2 separate regions of the Oryctolagus cuniculus genome follow, and region 1 is linked to region 2. Evidence: chromatin contacts called from public Micro-C data. All regions are on one chromosome and are shown on one strand. Each heading gives the region's core, a stretch centred on a gene start, on an enhancer-like site or on the middle of the called end of the contact. The rest is flanking DNA. Distances are from core to core; before and after follow the strand shown.

Region 1 (4,796 bases), core at 832-3,331, 150 kb after region 2:
CACACTGGAGGCAGGAGCAGAAGTCTCTGAAACAGACTTTGGCTTGGCCTTGGTCAATTTTGCTTTTGCAATCAGTTCTTTCTTTGCTGTACCATCCTTAAGTGTGAGTAGATGACGAATTTCAGAGGACAGCTTCTGATCCACGACTGACAGCTTGTTGATCAAATTTCGGTAGGTGACAAGCCTTTCTATGACAGGATGTCCATGGGCAGGGACTCTCCTAGCTTTCAGGACTAAATAAAAGCTGATGTTGGAGCAATAGTTTAAGTAGAGGTTGTACTTGGTCCTCAAATACTGGCTTCCTTTTCCACGTGGGATGATCCCTTGTTCCACCATCTGTAGCAACGGCTCCAGTTCATCCTTCACCTCTGTCAACTTGACTTTGAGGTCTTCTATCAGCTCCAAGAGCTCTGGGGATTCTTTTCGCAGCATCTTTAACTTCTCTTTCACGGACACTTTAGCCAGATCCTTCGTGACCCGTGTCTCTGCCTCTTCTGTCTGAGGCACTGGTTTTGCAAAGGCCTCCACCCAAGCGACCCCAAAATCGTCCTCTTGCAGGACTTGGGTTAGGCGCCGCTGAATGACTTGTGCCTCCTCCTCCTCCTCTTTTTCTTCCTCCTCCACTTCCTGCTGGCTCTGTCGGCCTCGGGACTTGGAACCATAGTCCGTGTCATAGTAAAGTTTCTTCCTCTGACCCCAAGACAAGCTGGGATCCACAGAGGCCTCCCCCTCGCTCTGCACGGAGCTCCCGCCATCATCATCCTCATCATCATCATCACCGCCCTCCTCATCACTCGAACTCTCTCCTTCTCCATCGTCTTCATCAATATCTAAGGCTAGTACCTCCTCCTCCTCATCGCCATCATCCTCATCCCCACTCGGCACTTCGCTCCAGCCCTTAGCCAAGGCTGCCCGGGATCGCGCCTCATGGAAATCATCTACCTGGTCTTGGTAGTAGCTGGAGTCCCCTGGCGAGGGTGGCGGCCCTAAATCGTCCTCAGCTTCGTCCGCGGCGCTGTGACCTGCCTTGGCCTGCACAGCTGCCCACTTGGCTGCTCCGCGCCGCCGGGATCTCCCCACCATGGCTCACCGGCAGTCTCAGGTTCTAAAGCGCCACGGGGATCCCGGCCGTCTCCGACTTCTGCGCACAGACCTGGTTCTTCAGCAACGAGCAGGATTTAAACAGCAGCACGCACCCCGACCACGCGAGTTTGCGAGCACTCCGGACGCAGGAGCTTCCACCTCCTTCTGGGTCCTAACAAGCTTTCCGCGTGTCGAATAAATCAGGACTTCCGCTCGGTCTATAGACGGATCAGTTGCTCGCTGTGCCCTTTAACACCTGTCGGTTCCGGTGAATTAAAATCTGCCCGTGCGGAAACAATAGAACAATGAAATTCCGTTCCGCACAAGTCTTTCCGGAGATTTTGGTTCTTAACTCTCGCGAGCTTGGGAGTGGCTGAGGGGCGAGATCGCGATGTAACCGCGAGGTGAGTTCGCGGACGCCGGTAGAGGGCGCAGTATGTCTACATCCCGAGGGCGGGCCTGTGAGCTGTACGGCGCATGCGCCGGGGGCCAAGCCCCTGGGAACAGTGTTAGCGGGTGTAATTTTTCTCTTGTCCGCGTGTCAGTTTTGTAGTTAATCAGATGGCTTTTGTCGGGTGTTTTCGCTGCAACTTCCAATCACCACACTGTCGGGCGCCACAGCCTGAGGCAGCGCCGAGCCCCTAGACCCCAGACTCCCGCGGAGCTGAGCTCGCATCCTGTCTCCCTGCCCGCAGCGCTCGGCGGCCGAGTCCACGCGGGTGTGTAGGGCCGAGGGGGGACGGCGGAAGGCAGAGCCCCGCTATGGGATTGGGAGGCTCCCGGGAAGTCCGGTCAGCCACGGGGGTCCCTCCTTGAGAAGGGGCCGCGCCCCGCCATTTCTCTTCACCAAGTGGAAGAGATTCGTTCTTGACACAGCTGAACTTTCCGGGCGAACCCCTCGTTGATTCCCCAGCATCCGCCTGGCCCGTGCCGGGCGAGGGAGCACCCAGGTGGGCTGTGGGGCGCGGATTGCGCCCCAGGCGCGCGTGGCGGTCGCGTGGTGGCTGCGGTCTGGCCCGGTTCCGGCGTGCCCTGGTGCGTGCGGCACAGCTGTCTTTGCACCTGCCAGCCCCGTTACTTGAAAAGGCGTTTGTATTCTCGCCCAGACGGGGAATTCCTGCTGCGTGCAACAGGCAGCTGAAGCTTTGTCCTTTCGGTCTCTTCTTTCACTCCCTTAGTTGTGTTTCCCTCCGTCCTAACGTCGGCTTGGTGGATTTCTTCAAAGACCTTTATTTCAAGAACCCAGTCCAGTGCTTCGCTTAGGGTGACGCTCAGTCAGTATTTGTTGATGAATAGGTATTGAAATTAGAGTGTTTTGTTACCTTACGGTGCAATATAGAGCTGAGTGGATGAATGATGCCTGAGGCTGAAAACCTGAGCTAGAATGGACTTCAGGAATCCTTCATTGTAACGACTTTCATTTTACACAGTTGGAACCAGGCTTGGAAAATGTCACTAGCAAATCTAGCACAGAAACCAGGGACTGTGCTGGCACACCGAGCTTCCATGTTTAGCTGTTATCAGTCATTTATCTCTCCAATGTGGGTGAATTTCTGACATTTTCCAGAGGGTGGGTGTCACTGAGTGGATGAAAGAAAAAAAAGAATAGGGGCACAGCTCAAGCTATTTGAAGAAGAGGGTAATAGTAATAAGGAAAGAATTAAGTTGGTTTTTAGAAAAATTGTTAAGACTAGATGTATGAAAGCTCTGCTCTACCCGCAGACTAATTCAGGTTTAAGTTTTCAGACTTTGTGTAAGACAGATTCAGTTAGTTTTGTGATACTTTAAAAATGTAAGTATTTGGAAGCTGAAATTTCATTGTTAAAATTAAGTGATAGGGCCGGTACTGTGGCGCAGTGGTTTAAAGCCCTGGCCTACAGTGCTGCTATTTCATGTGGGTCGCCGGTTCCAGGCCCGGCTGCTCCACTTCCAATCCAGCTCTCTGCTGTGGCCTGGGAAAGCAGTAGAAGATGGCCCAACTCCTTGGGCTCCTGCACCAGAGTGGGAGACCCGGAGGAATCTCCTGGCTCCTGGCTTCAGATCGACGCAGCTCTGGCTGTTGGGGCCATTTGGGGAGTGAACTGGTGGATGGAAGACCTTTCTCTCTTTCTGGCTCTACCTCTCTGTGTAACTTTGTCTTTCAAATAAATAAAATAAATCTTAAAAAAAAAAAAAGACTGCCTTAAAAAAATTAAGCGATCTACAACTTCTTTGGATACATTATATTATCATTACATCAAATTTTTTAGAGATAGAAATATCTTAATTAACTTATTTGAAAAGCAGACTTCAGAGAGAAGGGGAGAGAGAGAGGGAGAGAGAGAATGAAAACCATCTGTCTCAGGTTCACTCCCCAAATGGCTGCAATGATTGGGCTGGGCCAGGCTAGAGCCAGGTATCAGGTGCTTCTTCTGGGTCTCCCAAGTGGGTGACAGTGGCCCAAGGACTTCAGCCATCTTCCCCTGCTTTCACAGATGCATTATCAGAGAGCTGGATCTGAAGTGGAACAGCTGGGACTTGAACTGGCACCCATTTAGGATGCAAGGGTGGCTTAACCCGCTGTGCCCCAGGCTGCACCATCTGGGCCATTTTCCATGAAAAATAACATTTTTAACTAAACAATAATTTCAAAGCACTTAAAGGTTTTTAAAGCATTTTTGAACCATCACAAGATTTTGAAAATAAATTTAAATTTAATGGATAAAAAAGATGTGAGTAAATGTCTATTTTTTTTTTTTTTGACAGGCAGAGTGGACAGTGAGAGAGAGAGACAGAGAGAAAGGTCTTCCTTTGCCGTTGGTTCACCCTCCAATGGCCGCCGCTGCAGCCGGCGCACCGCGCTGATCCGATGGCAGGAGCCAGCTACTTATCCTGGTCTCCCATCGGGTGCAGGGCCCAAGCACCTGGGCCATCCTCCACTGTACTCCCTGGCCACAGCAGAGAGCTGGACTGGAAGAGGGGCAACCGGGACAGAATCCGGCGCTGCGACCGGGACTAGAACCCTGTGTGCCGGCGCCGCAAGGCGGAGGATTAGCCTAGTGAGCCGCGGCGCCGGCCAAATGTCTATTTTCTGATGGTAAATGTGAAGTTAATCTTTGAATGTAAATGTTAATGGATTTTGTCATTCAGCTTGCTATCTAGTAGAATGTTACATGCAGTAGTAGATCCAAAAATGAACGCCCTTGAGGAGCTTAAAATCAAACAGAGAAGAAGACATACAGATTACTGAAAAACAAGGCAGAGGGTGGGTGTTTTGCCTGGCAGTTAGTCTACTGCTTAAAACACCCACATCCCACATTGGAGTGTGTAGGCTTGTTTCCCAGCCCTGGTTCCTGATTTCAGCTTCCTGCTAATACAGATCTTGGGAGGCCATGATGATTGGGTTCCTGCCATTCTCATGGACAACCTGGATTGCATTTCCTTCTTCAGTTTTGACCACTGCCCAGCCCAGGTCATTGTTGCATCTAAGCTAGGACTGTAATTATATCCTTACTTTAAATGTACAATTGTGGGGCCATCGCTGTTGCGCAGCAGGTTAATGCCCTGGCCTGCAGCGCTGGCATCCCATATGGGCGCTGGTTCAAGTTCTGGCTGCTCCACTTCCAATCCAGCTCTCTGCTGTGGCCTGGGAAAGCAGTAAAAGATGGCCCAAGTCCTTGAGCCCTGGCACCCACGTAGGAGACCCAGAAGAAGCTCCTGGCTTCGGATCGGCA
Region 2 (4,965 bases), core at 2,348-4,847:
CTCTACTATCACTACCCTACACAGCTATGGATAAGGTTTCTGAAGCCTCCCTAAATCCAAGGTGTTTCTGCCTGTTCTCATCTCACTTGATGAATTGATGAAGTATTGATTCTTCTAAGTAGGTGACACTTTTATGATTCCCTCTTCCAGAAACATGCTGTTGGCTTCTCTTAATTTTTCTCTTAATCTCTCTTCCTCTTATCTCTCTCCTTGCAGGTTCATTTTTCTGTATGTGACAGTAAATGTTCAAGTACTACAAGTCTGGTTTCTAGACTTCTCTTTTCACTCCAAACTTGGTCTTAGGCAACCTTATCCACACCAGTAGCTTCATTTATACTGACAGTTCTCAAATTAATAGTTGTAGGTCAGGCATCTCTATCTCAACAGCATGAATTTAACACTTGCTTGCTTGTAACATATCTATATTTAAATTTTCCCAGGGATGCAAAATCATCCCCACCCACACAATTCCAAATATAGTAACAATGAAACAACAGAACACAATACCCTATCAATCCTTCAGTTCTGTTAATTCTACCTCCAGTCTCTCAAATCTTCCCCCTTCTCTTCATCCATCTCCAGTTTTACCATCTTAGTCCCAAACAGTCTCTGAGGGCTGATGCCTCTCACATGGTTAAGCCACAGCTTGGAGGGTGGGCACTGTGGTCATAGGTTATCTGTAGCCCTTATCAAAGTGCCTGGGATCCACCCCTGCCTCTACTTCTTTTTGTTTGTTTGTTTTTTAAAGATTAATTTATTTATTTATTTGAAAGGCAGAGTTACAGAGCGGCAAAGAGAGAGAGAGTGAGAGAGAGAGAGAGAGAGAGAGAAAGGGTCTTCCATCGGCTGGTTTACTCTCCAGATGACTGCCAATGGTCAGAGCTGCGCCAATCTGAAGCCAGGAGCTTCTTCCGGGTCTCCCATGCGGGTGCAGGGGCCCAAGGACTTGGGCCATCTTCTACTGCTTTTCCAGGCCATAGCAGAGAGCTGGATCAGAAGTGGAGCATTCGGGATGCGAATAGGTACCCATATGGGATGCCAGCACTGCAGGGGGCAGCTTTATCCGCTAAGCCACAGCGCCAGCTCCCCTGCCTCTACTTCTGACCTTGCTTCGGATCTTGGAGGCAGCAGATGGTGCTTCAAGTACTTGCACCCCCATCACTCAAAGCGGAGACTGGATGAAGTTCCTGGCTCCTGGCTTCGGCCTGGCCTAGTACTCAGTGTTTTGGGTATTTGGGTTCTCTGTATCAATTGTATCTGTTTCTCTCTCTTTCAAATATAAGTAAGTAAAAGTTTTAAGTCTTTCAATATAGGTTCTTGTCCAACAGTTTTACTTCCATAATTAAAAGTTAAATAACTAGCACTAAAAAGTGGTGTTTACAGTTACTTGATTTTAAAATAACATTTACTGGGGCTGGTGTTGTGGCAGAGCTGGTAAGGTCGCTGCCTATAATACCAGCATCCCATATGTGAGCGCTGGTTCCTGTCCCAGCTGTTCCACTTCCCATCCAGCTCCCTGTTACTGGTCTAGGAAAAGCAGCAAAAGATGGCTCAACTTCTTGGGACCCTGCACCCACGTAGAGACCCGGAAGAAACTCCCTGGCCCAGCCCTGGCCATTGCAGCCATTTGAGGAGTGAACCAGCAGATGGAAGCTCTCTTCTGTCTCTAATTCTTTCAAATAAATAATAATAAATCTTTTAAATTTATTTTTATTTGAAAGGTTTGGAGAACAGAGACAGATCTTTCATCTGTTGGTTCATTCCCCAAATGCTCACATCAGCTGGAGCCAGCCCAGGCCAAAGCCAGGAACCAGTGACTCAATCCAGGTTTTCATGGGGGTGTCAGGTTCCAAATACCTGAGTCATCACCTGTTGTTCTCCTGTGTGTGCATTGGCAAGAGGCCGGAATCAGGAATGGAGCTGGGATGAAACCCAGGGACTGTTCGGGGATGCAGGCATCCCAAGGGGCATCTTCCTACTCTGCTGCATGCCTGCCTTGCTGATACTTAGGTTCACAGAGTTGAACTCGTCACATCTTTTCCTGTTCTTTGCTTGTTGGGAGAAGAAAAGTTTTCTTGAGAAGTACTGAGTTTTCCTTACCTAAAGGTAGTCCAAGGTAAACAAAGTGCAATAACCTAAAATATCTAAAAAACCCACAAAATGCAACCTGTCAGTGTGGTGTTTTTCTGTTTCAGACCTTGTCAATTTAGGATGAATGACTGGGAAGATCACACTTTGCTTTTATATATCTTAGCAAAGAAAATAAGGTTATAGTGGTGACAGTAGGAGTAGATGAAACAATACTGATAAAAAAAATATAAAAAAAAGAAAAAAAATAACAACAAAAAAAGAAACAATACTGAAACATGTTGATGGGCCAGCTTTGTGGTGCTGTGGTTTAAGCCGCTGCTTACCACACTGGAGCTCCATATCAGAAGTTCAAATCCCCTACTGTTTGGCTTCCAATCCAGCTCCCTGCTAATGCTCCTGGGAAGGTAGTGTATGAACAGGGCTTGGGCTCCTGGCACCCATGTGGGAGACCAAGGTGGAGTTCCTGGCTCCCAGCTTCAGCCTGCCCCTGTTTGCAGCCATTTGGGTAGTGAACCAAGAAGTGCACGATAGCTCCCTCCCTCTCTGTATCATTTTGCCTTTCAAATAAATAAATTTTTTTTTTAAGATTTTGTACTATTTGTTACACTCATCCTTTTTCCTTTTTAAAGACTGATTTATTTATTTGAAAGTCAGAGTTACTGAAGGAGAAGGAGAGAGAGATCTTTCATCCGCTGGTTCACTTCTCAAATCGCCATAACCTGAGCTAGGTCAGGCGGGAGGCAGGAGCCAGGAGCTTCCTCTGGGTCTCCCACGTGGGTGCAGGGGCCCAGGCACTTGGGCTATCTTCTGCTGCTTTCCCTGGCGTGTTCAGCAGGCAGTGGAGCAGGTGGGACTGGAACAGGCACCTATGAGGAATGACAGGGCTTGCGGTCGCTCCTTAACGCGCTGGGCCACAGCACCGACCCCATAAATACACCTTTTTTAAAGAAGAAAACTGTTGATAATCCACACGTTCTAGAAGCTCGTGTGATTTATACATTTCTACGATATTTTCCATAATAAAGTTTTTTTAAAATTAGCTTTTCCTTTTGATTCTAAGAACTCCCTTCAGCCCACTTATCTTTGACAGGTCCTGGCAACACAAGGAAGAAAAATGCTCAAGCGGTCACCATTTATTTGGTGCAAATCCCTGCGTGTCCGCTCGCGAATGCACTCTCATCAGGGGAGGCTCTCTGTGTTTACCATCAGCTTAAGTACACAGTGCATCTTGAAGCAAAGTGCTCTCAAGCTTGGGGTTACCAAGCCTCCTCCGACGTCTGCCCGTCTGTTTACCACCGGGAGATCACGGCTCCTCACGTCACGCGTTCCGGCGGCCCCTCACAGCCGGGACAGCCTCGCCTCCTCGCCGCGAGGCCTCAGTTTCCCCCCAGGCTGAGGTGCGGCCGGGCGGGCGCAGCCGCGGCCCCGGCCCCGCCCGACCCGCGGGCGGCCCCGCCCCGAGGGCGGAGACCGGGCGGAGCGGCGCGCTCTCCTCCGCCTCCTCGCGACTCGCCGCTGCCCCCGGTGCCGGCGGCGCATGTGCCCGGCGTCCCCTCCCCGGCCCTGGAGTCCGCTTCCCCTCCGCTCGCGCTGCAGCGGCAGCCGCCTCCAGGCCCCGCGCCGCCGCCGGAGTCCATGGCCGGGACGCGCTGGGTGCTCGGGGCGCTGCTCCGGGGCTGCGGCTGCAACTGCAGCAGTTGCCGGCGCACCGGCGCCGCCTGCCTGCCCTTCTACTCCGCCGCTGGCTCCTTCCCCTCCGGCGTCTCGGGCCGCCGCCGCCTGCTGCTGCTGCTCGGGGCCGCCGCGGCCGCCGCCTCCCAGACACGCGGCCTCCAGATCGGGCCTGCGCCCGCCGGGAGGCTGGCGGGCCCTCCGCCCGCGGCCACCTCCGCCGCAGCCGCGGCCGCCGCCTCCTACCCGGCCCTGCGCGCCCCTCTGCTGCCGCAGTCGCTGGCGGCGGCCGCGGGCCCGGCGCGGGGCTACAGCCAGGTACGTTGGCGCCGCGCGGGGCCGCGCGCGGGACTCCCCCCCCCCCCATTCCCGGCGGCGGCGGCGCGCGCGCGCGCCCGGGGACCCGCGGCACGCGCCGCACACACCCGCCCCCCGGTCCGCTCCCTGCTCCTATTGGGCCCGGGGAACAAGGGCCGCTCTTCCAGGCCTGCGATTTTCTCCTGGTTTTGTTCGCCCCTGGAGTCTCTGGTCGGTTGGGCAGTGTACGCGGGACTGGGGTGCATGTTGAGGCCTCGTGTCCCGCCGGGCCCATGGTAGGTGTCGTGAGGCTGCTGACACGCGCTCCCCGCATCCCTGTCGCCGTCCACCCGCCGGTGGTGAAGTTGGAGGCCGGACCCGGCGCGGGGCTGGGAGCTGCCGCCGTGCAGCCGCAGCGCTAGGCCCGGGCGTCCCTGGGCGCCGCGCGGGCAGCCGCCGCCGCCAGGGTTCGTGCAGGGATGGAGCCTGGAGCCCGGCGCGCCCTGCTCGCTCGCCTCCTCGGGCCGAGGCGGGCTGCCCCAGTGCACTGAAGGTCACCTCTGGAACTCCACTCCTTTGACACAAGGGCCTTTAGCACTGCGGGGCGCCTCCCGCGGGGAGAGCAGTTGGGACAGTGTGCGGTGCTGGGGGCGGAGGAGAGACTGCGGGGAGTGGGCCTCGAGGGTCGAGGCCGCAATTTGGGGTCTCCAGAGTGAGTCCACCGTTTTTTAAATTTTTTTTTTCTGATTGCACGTATTTGGCGCCTGCTGTGTGCAGTGTCCGCCTCTGCTTGTTCTGTGGCGTCTGAGAAGTGGCATGAACACTTTTGGACTCCCTGGACCCGGATGTTTGTCTGAATTCAGTTTGTGCTGCTTGGATTTATGGAAACTGGGAGGTGAAACAGCA

The links. Hi-C and Micro-C count contacts between places; a contact is called where the count stands out from the background.
Region 1: a contact with region 2 is called in a Micro-C map of ear pinna, with 6 times the contacts expected there. The contact joins the promoter of UTP3 here to the promoter of GRSF1 in region 2. A contact is called at or near these places in 2 of 6 Hi-C or Micro-C datasets (ear pinna and an unstated tissue).

The regions. Positions count from the first base shown.
Region 1 is chr8:94,800,282-94,805,077 of mOryCun1.1, forward strand. It overlaps UTP3 (UTP3 small subunit processome component), which reads right to left and starts at 2,082. Exons shown (of 1, transcript XM_002717119.5): 1 at 1-2,082. The coding sequence starts at 1,083. All of the region lies in intron 1 of LOC138843560 (a long non-coding RNA gene), which reads left to right.
Region 2 is chr8:94,653,490-94,658,454 of mOryCun1.1, forward strand. GRSF1 (G-rich RNA sequence binding factor 1) reads left to right here and starts at 3,598. Exons shown (of 10, transcript XM_051819728.2): 1 at 3,598-4,080. The coding sequence starts at 3,727.